4 separate regions of the Pan troglodytes genome follow, and all the other regions are linked to region 1. The links are chromatin contacts, called in public HiChIP or PLAC-seq maps. All regions are on one chromosome and are shown on one strand. Each heading gives the region's core, a stretch centred on a gene start, on an enhancer-like site or on the middle of the called end of the contact. The rest is flanking DNA. Distances are from core to core; before and after follow the strand shown.

The links. HiChIP or PLAC-seq counts read pairs in DNA pulled down with a chosen protein or histone mark.
Region 2: a contact with region 1 is called in an H3K4me3 HiChIP or PLAC-seq map of stem cell-derived excitatory neurons, with 7 times the contacts expected there. The contact joins the promoter of ILF3 here to the promoter of PDE4A in region 1. A contact is called at or near these places in 1 of 7 Hi-C or Micro-C datasets (stem cell-derived neural progenitor cells) and 1 of 1 datasets of contacts at active chromatin or transcription factors (stem cell-derived excitatory neurons).
Region 3: an H3K4me3 HiChIP or PLAC-seq map of stem cell-derived excitatory neurons shows a contact between it and region 1, with 7 times the contacts expected there. The contact joins the promoter of KRI1 here to the promoter of PDE4A in region 1. A contact is called at or near these places in 1 of 7 Hi-C or Micro-C datasets (stem cell-derived neural progenitor cells) and 1 of 1 datasets of contacts at active chromatin or transcription factors (stem cell-derived excitatory neurons).
Region 4: an H3K4me3 HiChIP or PLAC-seq map of stem cell-derived excitatory neurons shows a contact between it and region 1, with 2.4 times the contacts expected there. The contact joins the promoter of ATG4D here to the promoter of PDE4A in region 1. A contact is called at or near these places in 1 of 7 Hi-C or Micro-C datasets (stem cell-derived neural progenitor cells) and 1 of 1 datasets of contacts at active chromatin or transcription factors (stem cell-derived excitatory neurons).

Annotation. Positions count from the first base shown.
Region 1 is chr20:13,129,962-13,132,575 of NHGRI_mPanTro3-v2.0_pri, reverse strand. It overlaps PDE4A (phosphodiesterase 4A), which reads right to left and starts at 1,301. Exons shown (of 17, transcript XM_063801163.1): 1 at 1,099-1,301. It overlaps CDC37 (cell division cycle 37, HSP90 cochaperone), which reads left to right. Exons shown (of 10, transcript XM_063801171.1): 3 at 2,521-2,614. It overlaps MIR1181 (microRNA mir-1181), which reads left to right and starts at 2,578; the gene lies at 2,578-2,614.
Region 2 is chr20:13,379,842-13,382,455 of NHGRI_mPanTro3-v2.0_pri, reverse strand. ILF3 (interleukin enhancer binding factor 3) reads right to left here and starts at 1,314. Exons shown (of 20, transcript XR_010153713.1): 1 at 1,051-1,314. LOC107969665 (a long non-coding RNA gene) reads left to right here and starts at 1,703. Exons shown (of 2, transcript XR_001711623.4): 1 at 1,703-1,825; 2 at 2,038-2,614.
Region 3 is chr20:13,291,433-13,294,046 of NHGRI_mPanTro3-v2.0_pri, reverse strand. It overlaps KRI1 (KRI1 homolog), which reads left to right and starts at 1,316. Exons shown (of 19, transcript XM_063800546.1): 1 at 1,316-1,636; 2 at 1,751-1,824; 3 at 2,506-2,611. The coding sequence starts at 1,465. CDKN2D (cyclin dependent kinase inhibitor 2D) reads left to right here. Exons shown (of 3, transcript XM_016934999.3): 3 at 125-1,080. The coding sequence ends at 484.
Region 4 is chr20:13,268,798-13,271,411 of NHGRI_mPanTro3-v2.0_pri, reverse strand. It overlaps ATG4D (autophagy related 4D cysteine peptidase), which reads right to left and starts at 1,289. Exons shown (of 10, transcript XM_016934998.4): 1 at 578-1,289; 2 at 37-194. The coding sequence starts at 166.

The DNA of each region.
Region 1 (2,614 bases), core at 52-2,551:
GGATTACAGGCGCCTGCCACCACGCCCGACTAATTTTTGTATTTTTAGTAGACATGGGGTTTCACCATGTTGGCCAGGCTGGTCTTGAACTCCTGACCTCAAGTGATCCGCCTGCCTCGGCCTCCCAAAGTGCTAGGATTACAGGCGTGAGCCACTGTGCCCAGCTTCTCCTTTAATCTTGAGTGCCTTTCCCTAGTCTCTCTCTGTCCGAGGACAGAATTTTAGTCTTCACAGTCTGAAATCACCCGCGGGGATTTGTATGTTTATACAGGGATCCTGCTCCCTCACTAGCCAGGAGCAGGGACCCCTCTGGGTTTGTTGGTTGCTGCTGCCCCAAAGCCTGGTCACAGTGCCCAGTACATCGTAAGTAGACACTTGGGAAAGAGATGTGAAATGAGCTAATAAATAAAATGATGGCGCAAAAGCAGGCTCCGCGAGCACGATTTCGCGGAATCCTAGGTGTGTGTCATTACCCACTTTGCAGAGGAGGAAATTGAGACTCAGGAAGGCAAAGCCGCCTGCCGGGCCCCACCGCAGCTCAGTGGTATGTGGCTATGGGATGTAGCAGAAGAAGCAAGGGTAGCCCCAAAAAGCGTTCCCAATTCCCGCAAACCTCCCCCCCGCCCCCGACACACACACAGGCAGGAGAGACATAGCAGGGTTTGCACCGATGGGGGTGGGATGGGGACCGGGGACAGAGGGACAGTGCAAAGCAACTTAGGGGTCTCTCTCCTCAGTCCCCAGGGCTGGAGGTGCTGTGCTGGCAGATTAGGAAATGCTTGGCGTTGATGGGGAAGCTTCCGGCGCCCTATCCCCAGTTCTGGAAGCTGAGGCTCCGGGAACCCTGTTTTGCTGAAGCTGGGCAGCTCCAGTCTCCAGAGCCAGGAAGAGACCCCCGCGCCTATCCAGGAATCCCCGACATCTGGGATTCTCTCCAAACACCCCCAGGCTGATGACGGGGCCGAAGCCCTAAAGGGCATACGGTGGGGGTGGGGGTACGACTTTCCTGGGGAGCCGGGGAACCCCCTACCGTCCTGGCCCCCTCCCACTGTGGCACCGTGTCCCCCTCCCCACCGCAGCTCGCAGCCCCAAGCTTACCTTGCGGGGGGGCCTGGGGAGGGGATGCCCCGCCCTCCCTGGCCTGGGGGCGGGAGGGGACGGGGGTGTCCAGACCCTTTGTTTGCTGGTGTGTGAGTGTGTATGTGTGTGTGCGATTGTGAGAGCCGCCGGGGTGTGGGTCCGTGCGCGCGCGTGCCCGGGCCGTGACGGCCACTGATGTGCTGGACTGCCAGGGTGGAGGGGAACAGGGAGGGGTAGGAGATGGGGACTCCCCCGCCCCTGCCCGCCCACTCGCGGGTTTGAATGAAGCGCGAGGGGGAAGGGCGGCAGCGGGAGGACGTTTTTGTCCGATGGCCCTTCCCGCTCCATGCACCGGGGAATCCTCCCCCTTCTGGAGACCTTCGCTCGCTCTCTCCAGGCACTGCCTCCAACGTCGGCTCCAGGGGAGACTAGGAAGAGGCGCCCCTCACCGGAGTGGCTGGAGCTCCTCCTATCCAGCCTGACCCCCGAGGGAGCACCCTTTAATCTGAGATAATCCTGGCCCAAGGCTGCAACACGGCCTATTATCCTGGTATCAAAGCGTGGATTGGGATGCATGGAAGTGTGAGGTGGTCGGGGCCCTGCATGCTTAGAGTAATGGAGTCCTTAGAGCCCCGGCGGAGGAAGCGTACCCCCAGACGAACGGGGAGGGGCTATGCGTGGCCCCAGACTGTGACGACAAGGAAAGCCCCCTTCCACCCCTCCACGATTCCCCCCACCAAGCGCGGGGCCAGGAATACGCGCCGTGGGCTAGACTCTAGCGACACCCAGCGGCCAGCGGGGTGGGGCGCCGAGACCCGTTTTGAGGGGGTCCGGGTGATTCCAAAGTGTGTGTGTGTGTGCGCGCGCGCGCGCGCGAGTCCTCGCTGCGAATGGCAGGAGGTGGAAGACAAGGAGAAGGCTGTTGCCGAGGCGGGGAAACCCCAGCTCCCAAGGCAGGGCCACAGTCTCCCCTCCACGTTTAACCCTGCAAGGGGAGGGCCATACCACCCCCGATTTAGACACCCCCAGGGCAGGTCCAGTCCTCCTCGGGCTGAGAAAGTCCGAGGAGTCATCAGGCGCCCCTCTCCAGCGCAGGCTTAGGTCCCCGTTTACGAAGGGCAGGGGGAGGGCCTTCCCGCCGTGTCCCTACCCCTTGCAGACGTCACTGCGGCGTGGCTGAGGGGACAGTCCTCTCAGTCTCATCAACCGTCCCCTCCCTGCCACCCCAAACGCCCACCGTGGAGCGGCGGGAGATGAGGGGGGCTCGGAGTTGAAGCGCGCACTCATATGCCCCCAGGAGACCTAGCGGAGCCCCAGCGCCCGATGACGCGGAGTCTCTGCGGGAACTCCAGGGGGCCGGAACACTTACGCAGGGCCCTTTAAGGCTGGCTGGGTAGCTAGTGCCGCTGCCGCGGTTACTAGGGATGTGACGTCACACAGGGCGGGGTTTCCCGCGCTCGGCGGAAGCGGAAGGGGCGGGGCTCCGCGCACCGAGTCTCCACTGCTGCCACCGTCGCCGCCACCCGAGCCGGAG
Region 2 (2,614 bases), core at 65-2,564, 250 kb before region 1:
ATCCATGTCACCTAAGCAGCAACTGGCAAACAATGTTGGAAATGTGGAGAAGAGATCCCTCATTCTCCTCAAATTTGGCCACTGAACTGGGGGAGGAGCATGCAGACCGCCGTACACCCCAAATAATTCATCCAGGCGGTGAATTAACTGGGGCAGAACCTCATGAGTAACCTCGAGAATCTCAATCGTTCAACTACTTGAGAAAATAAAGGTAGAAAGGGGTTTTAAGCATCCACGTTTCGGGGCCCAAGCTTGCACCCAAGTAGATTGCCGTTCTAGGGAAGGCAAATACTAACAATCTGGAAAAACATTCAACAACGAAAACAAACGAACTAAAGAAAAAGCTGAAACCCTCCCAAGTTTGGACCCTGATCTGAGAGAGGCCTGGCTGACCAGAGATTTGGAAACCCGACGAACCCACAAAGGCTTCCTCAGCAATCCGCGTGGGAAGGGGCTTCCAAGGAGGGGTCCGGCTCTCCGCGCCCTGTGAGGACAAAGGAGGCGACGTTTCCCGCCTCGGGAACCTGGGACTCTCCTGGAATCGGGGGCGGGACCGGGACAAAGAGGAGGAGGGGGTAGGGAAGGAGTGAGGAAGGGGGGTCGCCCCGCCGCGGAGCTCGGGACCCGAGGGGGTGTGTGCTCCAAGCACGTGCGCGCGTCCCCAGGACCCCGCAACAGACAAAAGCCCAGCCGCGGGGAGGCGGCAGCCGGGGGCCCGGTGCGCGCGCACCCCCCGCGCGTGGCGCCGCCGCCGGCCGAGGGGCCGCGTGCGGGGGGGAGCGGCTGCGCGCGCACCGAGTCCTCGCCGCCGCCGCAGCCGCCATTTTGTTTCCTCCGCACAATGGAGGAGAGTTAACGGCCGAGCGCGGGAGCGAGGCCGGCAAGGGAGGAACGGGCCAGGCGCCGGGATGAGGGAACCGGGCGGAGGCGGCGAGCGCGGGATCCCTCCAGCCTTGTCACCGCGAACCCTCAGTGGGGATCTCACTGAGGGCGGGCGGGGGGAGGGGCAGAGGCGGGAGCGGGCCCGGCCGCCGCCACATTGACGCTTACCTTGTCGGCGTCCCCTTCTTCGACCGCAGCCGCCGCCGCCGCCGCCCTCCTGCCACAGCCCGCCGGGGTCTGCCCCCAAAAGCCACGCGGTGCGCGCCGGGCTGCTGGGTCCAACTGCAATGGCGAGAAGAGGAGGAGGAGGAGTCCGGACCGGGGGCGAGCGGGCGGGCGGGCAGGCGCGCGCCGGGGAGGTGCGGGAACACGTGACCGGCTGAAGCCCCGCCCCCTTTGACGCCGCGTTGCGCCTCGACGCAGGCCCAACCCAAATGGGAGGGAGGGGCGAAAAGAGATAAGGGGGGGCTGAGGGGGTGGGCGTGAGTTGTCACGTGGTGCAAGCGGGCGTGTTTGCGTGCGTAGTCACGTGACTTCGGCACCTTTCCCTCCGCTTTCGATAGGTTGCTCCATCATGTGACAATGGCGAATTTCGCGGTTTCCTTCGCCATCTGACAACAACTTTTGGCGCCTTCCCTTTGCCGTACTGGGAGTCCTCCATCACGTGACGAGGGCACGCTCTGGTTTTCGCTAAGGCGTTTTTTGAGCGGCCATTACCACGTGATGCAAGGCAAGCGTCAGAGGCGGAGCCTCCCTACGGCTGCGACATTTTGCGCCTGCGCGGCCGCCATCTTACGCCCGTCGCCCTGAGTACGTTAGCGGAAATGGCTCTGAGAGGCTTTGACGCATGTGTACCTTTTTAGTGGCGGTATCTCGGCCGGGGATTTTCGGGCTCCAGTGGAGGTGGCTATGCTCACCCCATCTCCCTTGAGAGGCACAGAAGGTTAGAGATGTGTGCGAGGAACGGCCAGGTCCAGCGTCTCCTCGTTGCTGCCCCTTGAGCCCGGGACCGGCGCCAATGTGCGCCCGGGTTCTTGCGTTCTTTTGTCCCGCAGACCTGCCTTGGTGTGGCGTCCCCCTGGGCCGTAGCTTCCGAAGGCTGCAGCCGACCTGGTCGGGGTCCTCTAGCCCGCCTTCCCCTTCCCCCATTGACAGATGGAGAAACTGAGGCCCAGGCCAAAAAATATCTCACTAGAGGGCTCACCGCCATTTCCTGGAAAAGTTGGGGCTGGGACTCAACGGACGCTCGTCCAGCTGCAGCGCGGAGCTCCGAAATAAAGGCGCCCGTGACCGAGTGCTTTGTCCTTACAAGCGTGGTGTTCTTGAATGCTTCCAGGCGCCTTATGAGGCCCCCGATGTACAATCTGTGCTTAACTAAACCCCACTCTCTTCCAGGGTCAGGTTGGCCATCCGCAGGCGTAGTTGCTAGGAAGGTTGGACAGATGCCCGCCTGTTGATTCAGACGTTCCCAGGATTTGGAGCAAGAAGAGCAAGGAAGGCCAGGCGCGGTGGCTCACGCCTGTAATCCCAGCACTTTGGGAGGCCGAGGCGGGCGGATCACGAGGTCAGGAGTTCGAGACCAGCCTGGCCAGCATGGTGAAACCCCGTCTCTACTAAAAATACAAAAGAAAATTAGCCGGGTGTGGTGGCACATGCCTGTAGTCCCACCTACTTGGGAGGCTGAGGCAGGAGAATTGTTTGACCTGGCAGGCGGAGGTTGCAGTGAGCCGAG
Region 3 (2,614 bases), core at 67-2,566, 160 kb before region 1:
CCCCTCCTCTAGCATTTCCTGTTTCTGGGAGATGCCTCTTTCTGGATGACCTTTCTCTTTCCAGTGACCCCTTTTGTGGAACCTCCTCCCTTGAGGACCTCCTGATCCTCTGTCCCTCACACAGGTCATGATGTTTGGCAGCACCGCCATCGCCCTGGAGCTGCTGAAGCAAGGTGCCAGCCCCAATGTCCAGGACACCTCCGGTACCAGTCCAGTCCATGACGCAGCCCGCACTGGATTCCTGGACACCCTGAAGGTCCTAGTGGAGCACGGGGCTGATGTCAACGTGCCTGATGGCACCGGGGCACTTCCAATCCATCTGGCAGTTCAAGAGGGTCACACTGCTGTGGTCAGCTTTCTGGCAGCTGAATCTGATCTCCATCGCAGGGACGCCAGGGGTCTCACACCCTTGGAGCTGGCACTGCAGAGAGGGGCTCAGGACCTCGTGGACATCCTGCAGGGCCACATGGTGGCCCCGCTGTGATCTGGGGTCACCCTCTCCAGCAAGAGAACCCCGTGGGGTTATGTATCAGAAGAGAGGGGAAGAAACACTTTCTCTTCTTGTTTCTCCTGCCCACTGCTGCAGTAGGGGAGGAGCACAGTTTGTGGCTTATAGGTGTTGGTTTTGGGGGTGTGAGTGTTTGGGGGACGTTTCTCATTTGTTTTTCTCACTCCTTTTGGTGTGTTGGACAGAGAAGGGCTCCTGCAGGCCACAGCCACCTAAACGGTTCAGTTTCTTCTGCGCCCCAGGCTGCTGGGGCCTCAGACAAGACCCAAGGGCAGAGCATTTAAGAGTGAAGTCATGACCTCCAGGGAGCCTAGAAGCTGGTGGCCTTGGCCGGCTGTGCTCAGAGACCTGAAGTGTGCACGTTGCTTCAGGCATGGGGGGTGGGGGGAGCGTCCCAAATCAATAAGAAGGTAGAATGAGTTATGAGTTATTCATATTCTATTGGAAGCTTGTTTTCCAGTCTCTTGTACAGCATTTTAAAAGAAATGGATTCTATTTATTATGCTTTATTGGAAAAAATGTTGTAATAATTTAATGTTTTTACCCATTAAATTAAGACTTGTGCATGATCACAGCACGGGTGGCTTCTGATTTTTGAGTCTGGGATGGAGAGTTACACATCCCGGATGTTGATGGGGATGAGGACGGGGGTCGCGGATCGTGGATGTGGTGGGTGAGGGGAGAGAATAGTAATTCCGAGGGCGCCAGGGTGAGTGAGCTGGGTGGGGCAGCGGTTTTCGCTGTCGGAACGGAAGGGAAGCAGGAAACCGCGAGTGGAGAAAGGGCCCCCAGATGTCAGCTGGGTGCCCGGAGCACAGGGGGTGGGGCGGGTGGGCGGTGGCCGCGGCCTTCCCCGCAGGGGCGTAGCCGTGGGCGGTGACTGCGGTGATGAGGCGAAAGGGATCCCGGAAAAGCCAGGGGCGGGGTTAGCAGCGGTACGCCTCGTTTACAAGTGGATGTGGGCGGGATTGAGGGCGGCCCCGCCCCGTCCAGGGCTTCCTCAATGCGCGTGCGCAATGGGCCACAGAGCCGCCATGCCGGAACCGCGCGGGTCGTCGCAGCTGCGGGTTAACGCGGCGTTTGCCGCGCGGTACAACCGCTACCGGGAACGCGAGGAACTGCAGCGGCGTGAGTGCGGGGCGCCTGCGCGCGGGAGCCTGCGCGCGCCGGCCGGTTGGGAAGTGGGGAGTCGAGTGGACCCGCCGGCTGACCTGGGGGGGGCATCCCGTCTGTGTCCCGCAGTGAAGGATCGCTACGGGGACCGAGACAGCAGCAGCGACTCCAGCTCCGAGTCGGACTCCAGCGACGAGCGCGTGGTGCGCGTCCCCGCCCCGTCCTGGACGTGCGGAGGCGTCCAAGCCCCCCCACTGCACCCCGACCCCGATGTAGACGGGGGGGATCCCCCATCCCCAGAGCGCCCTGCGGGAGCGTCCCATCCCCCGCTCCCCATCCCATGAGGGACAGACTGTGCCCCCCTCTCCCCAGGGGAGCCAAATCCCCGTTATTTTCTCTCCCTTGCCACGATCCACCTGCCCACTCTGATGTGTGGGGCGACTCTGTCCCCCAAGAACCCCCCCCTTTCCTCTTTCATCCTCAAGAGTCTAGCCATTTTTTAGTGTACTCCTTGCGCCACGTGGGGCCCCCAACTTCTCACATCAGCCCTGATCCTGGCCCCACTGTGCGGCCTGGCCCAGCGCCTCCCCGCTGTCTCTCTTGTGCCCTCAGCCCACCTGCCCCTTGTCAAGTCTTTGTCTTCCCCAGGAATTACCTTCTCCTTGCCCCTCACCTTCCTCTACCCATATCCTGTACCTACCTGTGGCCTGCCCCTGCCCACCCCAAGAGGGCCCCTCTCCCTCCTGCTGTTTGACCACCTGTTTGACCTCCCCAGCCAGATCCACCCGCCTCCATCCTAATCCCTACGCTGAGCTCACCTGCTGGCACCAGGGCTCTTATTATCTCCCTTCTGAAATCTATCCCCAACCCTTTTCCTGCCCTAGGAATTTGACCCCCAGCAGGAGCGGGACTTTTACAAAACGCTCTCCTTGTTGAAGAAGAAGGACCCCCGCATTTATCAGAAAGATGCCACCTTCTATAACAGAACAGGTC
Region 4 (2,614 bases), core at 40-2,539, 140 kb before region 1:
GGCCTCCCCCAACCCTGGTCCCAACCACCAGCTCACCCTCGCCCTCGAAACGGTAGCGGCGGCCACAGAGGTGGATGCTGGAGATCTTGCTAAAGCTGGTCCGGCTTTTAACCACCCAACCTGGGGAGACGTAGGGGCAGCGCCCAGCGAGATGAAGCACTTGCATGACAGCAACAGCGCTTCCATTCCCCCATCTGTGAAATGGGCACGATCCTAGTTCCTATCTCCGGGGTGGCTCTGGGGATTCCGTCGGAGGTGGGGCCCCCAGTGACAGCTACAGGAGTGTCCACCATCAATTCAGGATGAAGGAAGGTAGTTCTGATTATTGTACCCATTTTACAGAGAGGGGCAAAAACGGAGGCGCCAGGAAGCAAAGGATCTTGCCCAAGGTCACACAGGGGAATGGGCGGGGCTTGAAAACACTATTGGACCTGCCACAGGTCCACCCTGGGCCGGGCAGGGAGGGGACCCACAGGTGACTCAGGACGGGAACAAGGGTGGGATAACTGGCAGGACCGGTGTCTGGTTTTCCTCAACGGCCCCCGACACCCCCACGATCTCCGGGCCCCCTCCTCACCGTACTTGACGTTGTTCCAGGCTGTCAGGAACTTGGCCTTGAACTTGTCCACTTCGTCCGGCTCACTCGGGCCAGCCCCGGGAGAGCCAAGAGCGAGGCCGCTGGCTCCGGAAGGCCCCAGGCCGTTGGGGTCTGGGCCTCTGGGACCCCGCGGCCTGCGGGCCTCGGGCCGGCGGCGCGCGTCCTCCGGGCTGCTGCTCCGGTACTGCGCGGCGGCCGGCGACACTGAGTTCATGGACGCGCCGGGAGGGCGGACCGAGGGCCCAGGTGGGGGGCTGCGGCCGCTGCCCCCCAAGGGCGACCCGCAGCCGGTTCACGGGGCCCGGGGAAGGCGCTACTCGGCCCCCGTCCCCAGGGTCCCGGGCCAGGCAACAGCCGCCGCCGCTGCTACCGTAGCCATCGCCATCTTAGCGGGCCAGGACCCCGGATGGCGGTGGGCGTGGCCAAGCCAGACGCCCCGCCCCGCCCTCTCCCCGCCCAGCCGCCTTTCCTAACCCCGATCCCGGGTCGCCAGGCGGGGACCTCAAACCCCGACGCCTCCCCGCGGCCTCCCCCCGCCCTCCTTATCAAACCGCCAGGAGCGCGACAGCCCCTTCAGGCCCTTATCGGAGGCAGCAGAGCTGGGGAACCCCTGCCCCTGGCCCCGCCCCTAGTCCTGCCCCCCAGGGCCTAGGACTGACCTCCCGGCAGGCGCCCAGGTGAGACTGACTGCGCACCTGCAGCGCCCGCCCCGCCTCCCGAGTGCACCTGCGCGGGCTGCCGACCCAGAACCCGCCCTGGTCTGGGACCAAATCGACTAGTGTGACCTCCGGGGCAAGCCACGCCTCTCTGTGCCTCAGTTTCCTCATGTGCAAAATAGGGCTGGAATACACGCAACAACATAGACGAATCTTCATGAGAATTATGCTCAGGGAAAAAAATCCAGGGGTAGGCAGGCGCGGGAGAGAGGGATGAATGAAGTGCTCCAGGAAAGTTTTTTTCAGTGTTTGTTTTGTCGAGACAGCATCTGGCTCTGTTGTCCAGACTGGAGTGCAGTGGCGCTTTCATAGCTCACTGCAGCCTCCAACTCTGATCCTCCAACCTCAGCCTCCAGAGTAGCTGAGACCGCAGACAGGAGCCACCATGCCTGGTTAATTTTTTAAATTTTATTTGTAGATAAGGGGTCTCGCTATGTTGTCTAGGCTGGTCTCAAACTCCTGGCTTCATGAGATCCTCCCGCCTCAGCCTCCCAAATGCTGGGATTACAGGCGTGAGCCACCACCTCAGGCAGGAAGACATTTTTTGGAGCTGTGGATAAATTCAGTATCTTAACTGTAATAGTGGCTTCACAGGTGTGAAAACTCATCAGATTGTATGCTTAAAATTTGCATGGTTTTGTATATGTCTATTATACCTCAATAAGGCTGAAAAAAAACCTCTTTGTTTTAAAAAGTAATCAGTTAACTTTTTATAGAGACAAGTTCTCTCTATGTTGCCCAGGCTGGCCTGAAACTCCTTAGCTCAAGTGATCCTCCTGCCTCAGCCTCCCAAGTAGCTCAGACTACAGGAAAATATTTTATTTTATTTTATTTTTTAATTTTTTTTCTCTAACCTTGCAAGCCCCAAACAGATTTTGGTTGTTGTTGTTGAGACAGGGTCTTGCTCTGTCATCCAGACTACAGTGCAGTGGCCTGATCATGGCTCACTGCAGTCTCAACTGCCGAGGCTTAAGCAAGTCTCCTGCCTCAGCCACCCGAGTAGCTAGGACTACAGGCACATGCCACCACCCCTGGCTAATTTTTTTTTTTTTTTTTTTGAGACAGAGTCTCGTTCTGTTGCCCAGGCTGGAGTGCAGTGGCGCGATCTCGACTCACTGCAAGCTCTGTCTCCCAGGTTCACACCATTCTCTTGCCTCAGCCTCCCGAGTAGCTGGGACTACAGGCGCCCGCCACCACGCCTGGCTGATTTTTTGTATTTTTAGTAGAGACGAGGTTTCATCGTGTTAGCCAGGATGGTCTCGATCTCCTGACCTCGTGATCCGCCCACCTCGGCCTCCCA